2 separate regions of the Danio rerio genome follow, and region 1 is linked to region 2. The links are chromatin contacts, called in public HiCAR-type maps. All regions are on one chromosome and are shown on one strand. Each heading gives the region's core, a stretch centred on a gene start, on an enhancer-like site or on the middle of the called end of the contact. The rest is flanking DNA. Distances are from core to core; before and after follow the strand shown.

Evidence for each region. HiCAR-type assays count read pairs that join an accessible place to other places.
Region 1: a contact with region 2 is called in a HiCAR-type map of caudal fin, with 7 times the contacts expected there. The contact joins the promoter of gsdmeb here to the promoter of osbpl3b in region 2. A contact is called at or near these places in 2 of 18 Hi-C or Micro-C datasets (caudal fin and an unstated tissue) and 1 of 4 datasets of contacts at active chromatin or transcription factors (caudal fin).

Annotation. Positions count from the first base shown.
Region 1 is chr16:22,774,115-22,781,294 of GRCz12tu, forward strand. It overlaps gsdmeb (gasdermin Eb), which reads left to right and starts at 3,700. Exons shown (of 10, transcript NM_001001947.1): 1 at 3,700-3,755; 2 at 5,076-5,317. The coding sequence starts at 5,110. The region is part of intron 1 of LOC137487900 (a long non-coding RNA gene); the gene reads left to right.
Region 2 is chr16:22,589,804-22,597,251 of GRCz12tu, forward strand. osbpl3b (oxysterol binding protein-like 3b) reads left to right here and starts at 5,340. Exons shown (of 23, transcript XM_691235.8): 1 at 5,340-5,699. All of the region lies in intron 1 of LOC137487900 (a long non-coding RNA gene), which reads left to right.

The DNA.
Region 1 (7,180 bases), core at 2,450-4,949, 180 kb after region 2:
TATTAAACATATCATAAGGCAGGTTACAATTATTTTGGCACAGCAAAATCCTTTGTGTTAAATAAACACTGTTCAGTGTTCATGTGGTCTCAAAACATAAAGAGAAACTGTAAGTAACTGAAGCAGTTTTGCAACAAGCAGAATTAATGAAAGAAGCAGAGAAAAGACAAGCATAAAACCCAAATAACCGACTCACTAAAACATATTCAAGATCTCACCCGAGGATATATAAATAGCTCCAAAAACATCCCAAATGTTTAAGTATGTTTAAAGTTACTATTACAATAAGAAGTGTTCTAAACAATAGAATGATTGTGCTTCAGTTACCTGCATGTAGAGTCTAGATTTATCTCTAATTGAAAATCCCTTCTATTTGGCAAAAAGTTGGCTTGAAAGTTTCTTAAATATACCCCATCCTGATTTTTTGGAATGTGTTCATTCATTCATTTTCCTTTAGCGTAGTCTCTGATTTATCAGTGGTCACCACCACGTTATGAACTGCCAATCCCAAGCATATGTGTTTTGCAGCGGATGCCCTTCCAGCCTCAACACTGTACTTGGAAACACCCACACACTCTCACATTCACACACACACTCATACACTGTGGTTAAATTTAGTATATTCAATTGACCTGTAGCGCACGTCTTTGAACTGTGGGGGAAACCGGAGCACACGGAGGGAATGTGTTGCAATCATCAAAATAAAAACTGTTGATATTAACAAAAATTATGTATTTGATGACTAAAAACCTTGGAAATGTGTTCTTTGTATTTTGTTAAATAATTAAAGCTTAAAAAGAATAAACAAATCACATATTTTTGATTAAATTACAAAAAACTACAAAAATGTGGTTCTTTTCAAAATTTGGGTTGTACAATGCAACTATGTTTTAATATGAAATATAGAAATACTCAAGCAAACTCATTAATGGCATACAAACAACTGGTCCATTCACATCCAAGCATGCAAAATCATGTTGGGGAACCATTTAGCTTGAGAACAACATGACTCTCTGCTAGTCCCTTTGACCAACACAATAGCAGTACTCACCAGTCTACATCAGCATATGATTTGTGCAAAGCAGCACACGAAATATTCTCAAATTGTGATTCAAGTGTTCTTCAATAGTTTGATAGCAACAAGAGTAATTTACACTCCCCAACACAACTGTTGAGTTTGTCCATTTGATCCAGCTTTGAGGTAATACAAATATTCAACAAAAATGACTAAATAACAACATTTCAAAACCTTCAACTAAAATGAATGGATGCAATGTTATTTTTTTGCGATGTCTGTCCAGAAAATTTATTTGACCTTTGAATTAATAAACAATTACAGTATAAGCTTAATGGATGGACATGAACTTGCATATATAGATCTATAAAAAGATCTATATACTATAGGCTTTTTACCCAGAGGAATATTTGTAGTGCACATTTGGCAAGTGTACTTGTCGCTCTCAGAGGGTTGTAAACAGTTGGTCATGCCAGCTTTTAAACACTGATAATTGATTTATCATTTGGGGTCAGCATATATGTGTGCCTTTTGGCTTTCATGATAAGGACATTATCTTCAGTATCAACCATTCACTTCAAATTAATTGCTCTACTATATAAGAATAAGGGTTTCATTAAAATGGGCTTTAAACTGACTGAGAGAACATTCTATCTCTTTCTTTAAGTGTGCTTGCATGAGAAGCAGAAGTGTCTGTGGTTTTTTGTGTGTGTGTGCATCGGAGGTCTGATGGTCAACATCTGGTTTCGGTCTTGCAGACAGCTCCCACACTGGAAAGCCCCCGCTATATATACATTTCTTCTTTATTCTGTTTGTATGACATGCCCATATTAAGAGTGTCTTCCTTCTTCTGTATAACTTTTAAAGGTCAGCCCACTATGTATATATGTCCCTGCTCATCCTTATCATCAGACTTGCAGAATAAACCATTCTAACTACAGTTTGGTCTCTTCTCATGTCTCCGGGTCGACCTGCTGAACTTTGCTGAATCTGGTGCCTAATTTAGGGGAATCTTACACTGACCATTTTGGTAAGACATTTAATTTTGAGTAGGTTCATCTGATTCCATCATTGAAAAATGACAGTATATCCAACAGTATAAATAATGTCTACTTCTGAAGTTCTTTCCTATTTGATGCTTGACTCTTCTACTTTCACCTTTATTTATTTATTTATTTAGGTGTAGCAGTCTGGGCTGAACACCAGATTATATGAAAAGAGTATTCCTTTATTTACAAAAAACCTATGACTATTTCTCAAATAGTTTAACACATTAGATCACACAGTGCAAAATTTTACCCTTACTTAATGACAATCAATTCACCACTAACATGTTTTAACTGCAAGAGCCCACCACAAATGTGAGTTAAAGCAGGGGTTCCCAAACTTTTCAGCCCTGTGACCCCCAAAATAACAATGTCAGTGACTCAGGACCCCCATTTTTCAAGGTGGTTATACTGTAAATGTTGCACACACAAATATAGGCATATATAAGCATGAACATTTTGACAACACAAAAGTGCAGCAGCAATTTAATTTTTATAGTCATTAATTAATTAAATGTAATATTAATGTTTAAAAAAACAAAGACTGGTGGCTTTTTATTTGTATGTCGTTGTTGTTTCTTTACGTAACTATTAACTATCTTCTGTGGGTTATGAATAAAATATGATAATTCTAACAGTTTAATCAATTTATTTGAGTTTGGAAATCCCCAAGTGACCCCTCGTGCCTCTTCATTGTCTTGTGACCCCCACTTTGGGAACTACTGACTTAATGTACTTCTAATTGTCCTCTGCAGTCGTCTTCCATTCCCCATTTCATTAAATGTATACAAAAAAACAAATACAACCAACAATAGGAGCACATTAAAAAAAAAACAAGTCGACTTCCTGTTGATCCTTGTTGGTGTGTGATTCACATTACAGCTAGCTTATTGCAAAAATGCTTGTTCTTTTTAAAATTATTGCATCAAAGTATTTACAGTTGGTAGCCTTTATATAATTATCAAGGGAAATGAATGCTTTTAAGTAGCTACATCTATTCAGGACACCTATACAGGACAAATTTATTTGACCTAATTGCTTCTCATAACCTGGTATACTTTCGTATGTAATGTGACCACTTTTCTGTTGTTATGCAACAAACAAAACAGTTAAAGGTTAACATCACAGACTAATAAAGTGTGGCTTGTGAAATTGTAGGACATTTGACAATAATTGGATGTTAAATCAAAATGGTCATTTTTACCAGTTTACTTTTTTAAACTTAAAGAAAACAACTATGCAAAAAATTTAATGTTAACATTTGCAAAGTAGAAGGATGCTTCCACAGCAATTGAAGAATACCCTATCAATGAAAACACATACATGTATTATGTATAATGATAATTTAAAAAAAAGAATTTGGAACACGCAATTTATTAAGTTTCTTCCATGAATTCTTCTCTAAAGTCATTTAAGTGTTGCTGCGTGCTGCGTCACTTGTACACAGCTTGAAAGATGTAAACAACTTCAATGACAACTCATGCATTCTCTAATGTAAAAGAGAAGTAAAAAACTTGACTGACAATCTGCGTAGCGAATGAAATTATCGTTGCCTGTCAGTAAGCCAATGAAACGTTTTGGGGCGGAGCTAAACAGACACAACATAGAAGTAGCCGCGCTTCGACGATGTCTTGCTGCCTGGGCTTTTGTTTATAAGTGTGTCTACAGTCAAACAACCACGAGAAAAGACCACGGTAAGCACGAGGTCTTTGTTTGCAAGTTTTCAACAAGTTGTTTTAGTTACTTTAACAGAAATTTAGCGCAATTTGGTCAATTCTGACAAAACAAACAATTTCGGTAGAATTTTATTCACGGTCCTCTCTAACGTTACCTTTGTACCTATTTGTCCATACAACGTCAGCATAACACTAAATTATGTACGAGGTAACGTTACTAGTTAGTAATTACTAAACTAGAATAACGTAGACACCGTAATATTGTTGTTGCTATGCATACAGTGTCCTCGTTAACATTTTTTTGAATGCATCACAACACAATTCATAAGACCCTGTTTTGTTGCTTATTTCTCTGTGTGTGTGTGTGTTACTACTACTGTTACTGATGTAAATCTAACATAATCTGTAGAACCAATATTTATTTTTAATCTCATTTTCAATAAATGATTCAGTTATTCACTCATAAAACTTCATGTTTCATTGCTAAATGGGTTGTTTTTGAAGAATTATGCAGTGGCATATTTTGATTGCTGGACCTATTGGTTAAATAATGTAATTGCTGCCTACAATTTTAATTTAATTTGAGCATCAAGTTAAATGCATATGATTGTAATTGTAATCTTTAGGATAAATAATACTGGTTTTGTCTAAACTATAAACTGTTATCCCGGTAACTTTATAACTAACTCAAAAGATTAAGACTGAATCTCTCTGCGATTGTTACAAATTTAGGATTTATGAAGGATTTTAGGAAGTAATTATCTGTGGGTCACTTGTGTTCCAAACCGTGGGTTATAATATATATTTTACTATATATATATATATATATATATATATATATATATATATATATATATATATATATATATATATATATATATATATATATATATATAAAAATTTTACACATAACAAATATATATATTTCTCTTTTTTTCTTTGCCAAACCTCAAACAGGCCATTTATAATCTACAGTGACCAGCGTTCTATATTTATATATATGGCCATTTAGTGGCCATAATTTAATGCATTTATTTAAGGTGTCTTTGTTGCAGTGAAATCTTACTATAATATTACTAAAAAAAATAACATGGTTATTGTAAATAAACCATGGTTACCAGAAATCAACCATGACTAACCATAGATTAGCAATGGTATTTGTAGTGAAAAATGTGGTTCTATAACAATTGGTTATCATTGCACCAAAAACTATAGTGATGTATTTGCATAATAAAACCTTGTATAATTTTCATAACAGATGCACTAAGGACTAAGAAATATTCCTCAGAAATCATGCTTTGAATGAAAATGCACTTAATGCATGTTTTTTTTTCCCAGCTGATCCTCAAAAGTCTTCTTGTCAGCATTGAAGATGTTTGCAAAAGCCACTAAGAACCTGCTCTCTGAGATAGACTCTGAAGGTTTCCTGATCCCAGTGTTGTGCCTGAATGACTCAGATGGTCTTAGTCCTCAGGCGCTGGTCATCAAGCGTAACCGATACTGGTTTTGGCAGCAACCCAAATACAAGCCAACAGACTTCAAACTGAGTGATGTTCTAGTTGGAGATCCCATAAATCCAGGTATAGTACATTACAATCATTCTTTACTGAAATCTATAATCCATGACTTTCAAAGACATACCACTATAAAACGTGTGTGTGTGTGTGCGTGTATGTGTGTGTGTATATATTTATATTTATATATATATATATATTTATATATATATATATATATATATATATATATATATATATATATATATATATATATATATATATATATATATATATATTAGCGCTGTCAAATTTAGTGCGTTAACGCATGCGATTAATTTGAAATAATTAACGCGTTAAAAAAATTAACGCAATTAACGCAGTTGCAGGTCTTTTTTATTTCCTGTTGTGGTGGACGTGTGTGTAACATGCAAGAAATGTGGATAAGTCCCAGGAAGCACTTTTTGAAGGCAAGTTTCAGTATAAAACAATTAGTTGCATCAGGTTATCCAGAGTTTTATGCAATTTCGGGTGTTTCATTTTTAACTTTCGACTTCTGTTGTAAGTCGATACCGCATGGCGAACAGGAAGAAAATCCTCCGCATTTCATGACTCGGTGTTGCTTTAAGGTAATAAAATCGGTGCTTAGGCTACACGGTAGAATTTTAATAAGAGTATTATCTTAATCATATTAAAATCGGAGTATTGGTGTCTTATGTGAATCTACTCATAAAGTCTCTGGTGAAGTCACAAGCTGTCAAAGACAGGGCATTACTCTGCCTTTCAGCATGAGCCCTCCAAGTTTCTTCATTAAATGCAACGAAAGCGTTTGCTTTGCGTTGTTGTGTCAGAATCCTTGTGAAATACAGTAATACTTTAAAACGCTTAGTTTAAGCAAATTCGATGAACGTGATCATGCATGTTGAATCTGAGGAGAGTCGCTCCAGTATGGAAGGCCGTTGGGGCGCGTTGTGTGTGCGTCTGTGTGTGTGTCTGTGTCAGGTCCGTTGAGGGATGTCAGGGGTGACGTAAGCGACGTATCTGAGTAGGAGCATGTGTGCGCAAGACGTACCTGAAGGACGGTGAGGGTGAGTTGCGCGCGACATAGGCTACCTGAACAGCTAGGAGGGATGCGAGGGAGAGGGGTGTGCAATGTATTTAACGACCGGTTTACGAGAAATTATCATTCATTTGCGGGCATTTGCGAGTCTCTGTGCACTTGCGGGATACTCCTAGTTTTAGCAACTGGATGAATGTAAAGGAGGATTAGGCAAAATTGTTTCTACTCTATAACTAATGTTTTCAACTCACAGCAATAAAACTACAATGAGTGCAACAGTTTGTATTCTATAGTTTTTTATTATAATTTTTCATTTTCCATATCTGCAATTCCTGTATTTTGGCATTTTTTTGCAGTCCACTTAGAATCCAACATGGAAATCAATGTTTTCTTTATTGGCATTGATTGTTTTGAAATTTAAATGTCATTAACATGCCTGTATTTTAATTTCTTTAATAAATATGGCTGTCAAGCCAGGATCTTGATGGTTTATTGTGGGTATGTTGTTTACATGAAGAAATCTGTGTTACAAGTTAAACAAAAATTCTATTAAACAATTATATTTTGAATTTTAATTCTAATAAACAATTATATTTAGAATTTAAATAGTTTTTGCCTTGCGTTTACATTAATTTTACATTTGAATAGCCAAAATTACAAGTTTCAGTATTTTAAATGCGTTTAATCGCGATAAAATTTTTTTAAAAAGGTGCGATTAATTAGTACATTTTTTTAATCGATTGACAGCACTAGTGTATATATATATATATATATATATGTGTGTGTGTGTGTGTGTGTGTGTGTGTGTGTGTGTGTGTGTGTGTGTGTGTGTGTGTGTGTGTGTGTGTGTATGTGTGTGTGTGTGTGTGTGTGTGTGTGTATATATATAT
Region 2 (7,448 bases), core at 4,090-6,589:
GTTTATTCGCCATCTACTGTCAGAAATTGGAAATGCGGCCCCACTAGAAATGTGGGTTAAACCATGAATAGAAAAAGCTAACCACCAGAGGGATGGATATCAAAAGCAGGGCTTATAGGTTAACTTTATTCAATACACAGAGGCAAGATATTCAGAAAAATATGCGAAGGCAAATTCTGAGAGGAATCATTTAACTAGGTTCATCAAGTTCACTGACTTGCAGCTGCAGGGCGCATTTGTTCCCTTAAATGAGAAACATAAAACCTTTCATACACGAAATCATTACACTGAGAAAAGAACTCTTTTCATTTCTTCTTCTGGACCTCTTTCAAAGAAGTGAAAAGCATATCTAACAGAAGCAGTGTGTGTCGGCCTACTGGTTGTCCTTGAGCTCTTGGGTACACATACCCTTTCATTCAGTGCCTGCGACACCTCTGCACACGGAAAGCTGAAGAATGACGGCAATATGTATTTCAGCCATTGTTGGAGATTTATAAATAGACTTCAATTTTCATGTGACCTTCTCACAGCAGTCATACACAATGCGTCTCTGGTCAATTGTTTCAAAGTCAATTTTGACAGTAAACCATAGGACTAACCGATTGACTTCTAAAAACAGAATGTCAAAACAATAGTGTTCATTTACAAAACAACATCATACACTGTAAAACCCAACAGTCAACTTTATCAAATAAAATGAGTGTATTCAAAATTTACTGAAAGTTAATTTTACTCATTTGAAATGAGTAAAGACTCACTGAGTCTTAAACTCAGTGTTAAATGTAATGAGTTGATTAAATACCTCATTATTTCAACTTAATTGGAGTAAGTTTACAGTGCTCATTTAGATTTTTTTTTTCCTCTCAAATGGTTTGAGTTGCCTCAACTTATTGGGTTTTACAGTACTTCGTTGGTTTGAGTTCTCTTCATTTATTGGGTTTTACTGTGCTCAAATTTTTTTTGTTTACTCAAATGGAGCAAATTCACAATACTTTTTGGGATTTGTTTTTGAACTTAAATGGTTTGTTGCAATCGGTTTCCTTAAATGGTTTGAGGTAACTTTTTGGGTTTTACAGTGTAGTTTGTAGTAGGTATTTCGCAAATCATGTTGGATTCAATACTTTACGAAAGCAATAAAGTGTCCAATATCATGTTTCTATTGCCATGAAAACTATTAAATTTACTCACTTGTTACTTTACCCAGTCACATTAGAGCAACACATTGTATTCCGAAGCATTTAAGCCTTTTTAAATGGCTTAAAAATAGCTCAAAATGGGGATAAAGTGTGATTTAAAGGGATAGATCACCCTAAAGCATGATCATCTTTCACTCATCCTCCACTAGTTCCAGACCTGTCTGAGTTTCTTTCTTCGGTTGAACACAAAGCAAGATATACCAAAGAATGTTCAAATGGTTTGAGGTAACTTTTTGGGTTTTACAGTGTAGTTTGTAGTAGGTATTTCGCAAATCATGTTGGATTCAATACTTTACGAAAGCAATAAAGTGTCCAATATCATGTTTCTATTGCCATGAAAATTATTAAATTTACTCACTTGTTACTTTACCCAGTCACATTAGAGCAACACATTGTATTCCGAAGCATTTAAGCCTTTTTAAATGGCTTAAAAATAGCTGAAAATGGGGATAAAGTGTGATTTAAAGGGATAGATCACTCTAAAGCATGATCATCTTTGACTCATCCTCCACTAGTTCCAAACCTGTCTGAGTTTCTTTCTTCGGTTGAACACAAAGCAAGATATACCAAAGAATGTTCAAAAAAAAAAAAAAAACACCCATTGACTTCCATGGATTATTTGTTACAGATGCCATCTTTATTCCAACATTCTTTAAAATATATTCTTTAGTGTTCAATAGAAGAAAGAAATGTAGTAGTAAACTACTATCACTATCATATTAAGTGTAAATTTAAAGTTATAGTTCACCCAAAAACAGATAATTTACTCACTATTTGTTCCCTATCATGCAGTTCTAAATCTTTGTGAGTGTCTTTATTTTGTTAAACACTAAAAAAGAAATTTACAGTAAAACTAAAAACCTGCAAATGATTGACTTCCAAAGTAGGACAAACAAATATGGGAAGTTTGCAGCTTTATTCAAAATATTCTCTTTTGATGTCACAATCACCAGCGACCTCTAACCACCAGAGGTCACTGGAAAACATTCACTCTCATAATTTCAAATCTGCTTGTAGATGGACTACATATTCACTCATGCCACACACACACACACACACACGCACGCACGCACGCACGCACGCACGCACACGCACACACACACACACACACACACACACACACACACCTGCTTCCTTATTTAGACTGATTACATTCTCACCACCTGAGGATTGTCAAAGCCTGATTACACACACTATTTAAGCAGCACATACACACTCATTCACATTGCCGAGTCTTGTTTACTGTTAGTGATGGTCTCCTAGATCTCCTACATGGTCTCTTAGACTTGTTTTCCTGTGTTTTGTTCTTAGCCCTGTTTATCAAGTTCTCCTGTTTAGCCGCCTGCCTTCTGACCTCTCACCTGTTTTCTGATTATGATTCTGGACTGCCTCTAAACACCTGTTTGCACCCATATTGACTATTGCTTCCCTGACTTAAACTTGCATTTGGATCCAAACCTGAGTTGTCATTGTCACTCCCCGTGTTACATTTGTGTATGATGAGTTTTCCATTTTTCCATTCCGTTTGCTTGAACTAACTATGCCTTTAACAAAGAATGGCCTCAAAAGGAGAAAATACACAGCAGGCGTTTTTGCTTTTTAAAGATGTCTAATAGACATCTAAACATAGTCTTCTTGGCTAAAACAAGGCAAAATTTGGGTTGCCAGTGTAAATCTAGAAGACGTCTAATAGGCCAAAACTAGACTAGTTATCAGATAAACAGAAATGAATGACTACACGTATAAAGTCTGTCTAATTGGTCCATTTGATGACTAGTTTAGTTTTGGGCTATTCTTATATGTCTATTAGATTTTCACTAACACCCAAGTTTAGCCTTGTTTTAGCCAAGCTGTCTACATTTAGATGTCTATTAGACATCTATTAAACACAAAATTGTTTCCTGGGTATCTAGTGGTGGAAATTTTGTAGCTGAAAATGGCTTGTTGCTTGTTAGTTGAAAAGGTCCACTTTTGAGAAAAAAGAACCACCCCTTTCACCAGGCTGTGAGAATTTTTTTCATTAATCCTGTTTTAAAGAAAATCACCACTAGATGGAAGCATTTTCTTTCTTTAGAAATTTTAAGATACCAAAGTCCTCTATCTTTATTAGTCTTCAAGGGCCCTTTCGCTCCAAGACAATACTCAAAGCTCTAGTATCTTAGCTGATTGTTAGATTTTTTTTAATCTATTGTACTTACAATAAAGTGTGTATGATTATAAATATGATGTTTTATTCACTGTGTTTTTTTCTTTTATGGTTTCAGCACTTTTGCACATAACTGAACTAAAACATGAATATGTTTTGAAGATATTGACCCTGGTCTCCTGTCTGAGAACTTCTAATTAGTTTTACTATTTATGATTATACAAATCTTATGAATTCTGCTCTAATTTTATGTACAGTATATTGTAGACTACATATGAGATACTATTTAAAGATATCCTATTAATATAAAAATTTCTAACTATAAAGAGAAACATTGAACTATGTGCTTATTTGAAGACTGTTGAAGACAAAATGCACTTGAACTTCCATGAATTGTTTGGTTTGGGAACATTTTTAAGTCATGTTGGGTGCAAACTGTAAAAAGAATGCTGCACGGTTATTGTTTGCATCTAGTTTCTGGTGGAAGCCCACACATTTCCAGTGCAGTCACGCACAAACCCACTTGACATGAATGAATACTGTGTCCTCTAACACACATAAGCACTCTCAATGATGAGGGTGTGTGTAATACCCCAGGAATGTGCTAAAAATATGCGCAGCTTGGTGAACACACCCCCAGAATACACAGCATGTCCGATTATGACTAACAATACCCTCAACATTCCTCCTCTGTTTTTTCTTTCTCATCCATTACCGGCAACACCAAACTGATAAAAGATATTATGCTCCGCATGTGTTATGAAGCTCATTGCTGCTGATGGATTTGACATCACACTAAAGGCTTTTGCTCTTGAGCACTCTTGAATCTTCTGCAGTTATTTAGGTTAATTATTGGATCATGTATTCTCTGTAGATTTGTCCACTTCTTTCTTATTGGTGACTTATTTGTGTTGTCATAGTGACAGCGTGCACATAATTTATGTGGCTGAGTGGATGATGCTAACAAAGAGGAGGATGTGCATATCTAAATAAGTTTAAAGTATTGGAGAACTCAATCAGCTAAATCTCATAAATCATAAAATGTAATCACAGCTGAATGAGTAAGTGCCCCTTCTTAACTCCGACCTCTAGCACTGAATTGAAAATGACTAAAATTGCCATTATAATAATGATTCAAATGTTTAAACTAGCAACAATCAATGCTGTTGTGGAAAAAAATTCTGTCATGTCTGCTTGAGCTTGTTTATCTTTCACATGTTTTGACAATTCTGGGAGACAATTTTCTGAAATCATGCTGTTAAGATGTCAATATTTTCAACAGACTGCCATTTAGGCAAAAGGTCAAGTCATAAAATACATGTGCTTTTGTTATGTCCTGTAAATAAATACATAAATAGAAAAAATAAATAAATACACACTTAATAATGATGTTTATAAAGGTCGACTAGAATTATTAGGTATTGGTTTGAGTAAAATGTTGAAATCTGATTACTTATACACACACACACAAACACACACACTCTGACTTTAACTGTATATTAAGCCAGATTTAAAGAAAATGAAGTTTTTCTTAAGTACATGAATCAGTCATGAATGGTGAAATTTATAGTCCACCTTGAAAGGTGTCAAATGTGTCTGGAAATGCCATATTTTTAAATGTGTTTTCTGTACAAAGTGACTTGCAGTGACCTTCACACTGACCAACATCCATTACCAAATATTAGCCTATTTAAAATGTCAAGTTGCTGAAGCACTTAATCAAAGATGCATTCATAAATTAGGAAATCATTTGGATAGTATCTTAAAGATAACCATTCATATGATAAAACTGACTAAAAAGCGACCAAATTGAGTCCTGATAACATTGAACTTACATTTATTTAGTGCTAGTGAGAATGCGACAACGTCACGGAAAAGGTGCTGTCAACTTGATGTAGCACCGCCTTTTAGAGTGACGTAGGTGGTAATTCCCCCGCTGATTGGTAAAGGCCACTTTCAATTGCATCTGCGAACCGCCCGCAGCAGAACCCACGCGCACATCAGCATCTTTTATTTGCACAGTGAGTGCGAGGACTGTACATGCTATGGACTCGTTTTTGATTCAGCCCTGAATGCTACGTTTAACCGTTTTATTTCTACATATAAAATAAAAGTTATTTTGTTCCAGTATTTCACTGGACCCGTATGTTTTGCGTGAAGGTTTGTTACGTTAGTACCTAACGTAAACTTTAGGCTAACGATACAAGAGAAGACAGTCTACTCAAATCTTTTTTGTTTGTTTGTTTGATACTTGTGTTGTCGACAAGATGCCGCGCGGATACATTTCGTAGTTCTTTTGGCAGTTTTCTACTCCTCCGGAAGTGGCGGTCATTTTAACAATATCTCCAGTTTAAAAGGTAAGTCTAAACTTCCTCAGTTATAGCTTACGACTGCTGTTAACTGTGTCATGGCGTTTCGTTATTTTTTTCTCCACACATTTATTAGTCCAACATACCGTGCAATCCGGAAACATGTCTATGCATGATTTACAAGTACTGTAACTACCATGTCAAGACAGTGTAATAACAGTAACGTTATATCTCGTGTTTATCTTTTTTATCGGGCGTGGACGATTGGATTGCATATATAAAAAATCCCTTTTGGCAAGAAAAGTCTAGAAACGTTAGTCTGTTAGTTGCGTATTAGTAATCCCTAAATTAAGGGTTGGTTTTTCTTTTATAAACAGTTGTTAAGTTACACGTGCATGGCGTTACGTTATTTTTGAAGAGCAGAAGGCATTTTGGCTGGTTTGTTAGGTGTTTTGGCTTGTCAAGGTTTTATAAGTCATATATTTCTTCATGTGTCAGCATCAGAGTATTGCTCTGTTGATGACTTAATCTCTTTAGATGCAAATGGCTTCATTAAAGTTGCAGTAGGAAATTTGGTGTCTGCACTTCAAACGGATTAAATAACAAGCAATCTACAGTACAACTTACAAGCTTTATTACCTTAGTACAATGACATGCTGATGATAAAGGCAAAGATGATGAGGATTTGATTAGAACAATTGCTATCAATGTATTTGAGATGACTGTGTACACCATCTGAATGTGACAAAATGCAATGTATCCATTAGAAATGGACTCTTTTGTAATTTCAGTGTCACCATGGTAACAGATTGTGAAATGTGTTTTCCTATGTATGTACTAGTACCGACCAGAACTGTGTGCCAGTGAAGTATACTCGCTAACACATCGTTTAAAGGGAGAGTGAAGTGTCTCTGAGCTCAATTTGTGCATATTTTAACTGCAAGATACTCTGGAGGTGGACTGATTTTTATCTCTCTTAACAGCCATTGAAATGTAGTAGCTATGAATAGGATGCTCTTTCTCTTCCTTTTACTTTATCTGTCAATATAAACTCAGTGCAAAATAAATGCTAAATATATATTGATGTACATGGCACAAATGTACATCAAGTCAGTTATTGTTATTGTAAATTTCCTCAACCTGTCATACAAAATATAATTGGATAGAAGAGGGTGTCAAACTGCCCTGTGCGTAGCTTGGACCACTGTTGATTTTTGCAGAGATGTGTGAAAAGGCTTGTTTCCAGCAGCATTGACTGAAAATGGATCTGGCATACAGCAGATGTCTTCAGTAACATGTAAAATTATGAATGGCAGCTGTATATGCTGCCTCATGATCAAAACTACATTATCAGAAATGAAGCTTTAACCTATTGTGTTAACTACTGTACTAGGAAAATGAATAAAAATATGTGTAATTAATTTAATGCACAGACACATGCAATTATGCATGGGACGATAACCGTTTTCAAAGTATACTGTGGTTTGAAAAAGTCAAGGTTTTAAAACAGATACATTTTTTGTAATGCCATTCCTAGGGTACAGTATGTGTAAGATATTTTGTTTATTATTTTTTAGTTTTTAGGATATCCTAAAAATCCTATATTAGGATTAGTATCTCCAGCAGAAAATGCTTCCTAAGATACCATTTTAACATGTAAAAAAATCTGTGTTTTTGAAACAAATGAAGAAAGCAGAAGTCAATAATTCAATTGTATTATTTAGCCTGACGTTTACTGCTCCAAAATATTTTAAATGTTTCTTAAAATAATTTTTAGACATTTAAAAAGAACTTATT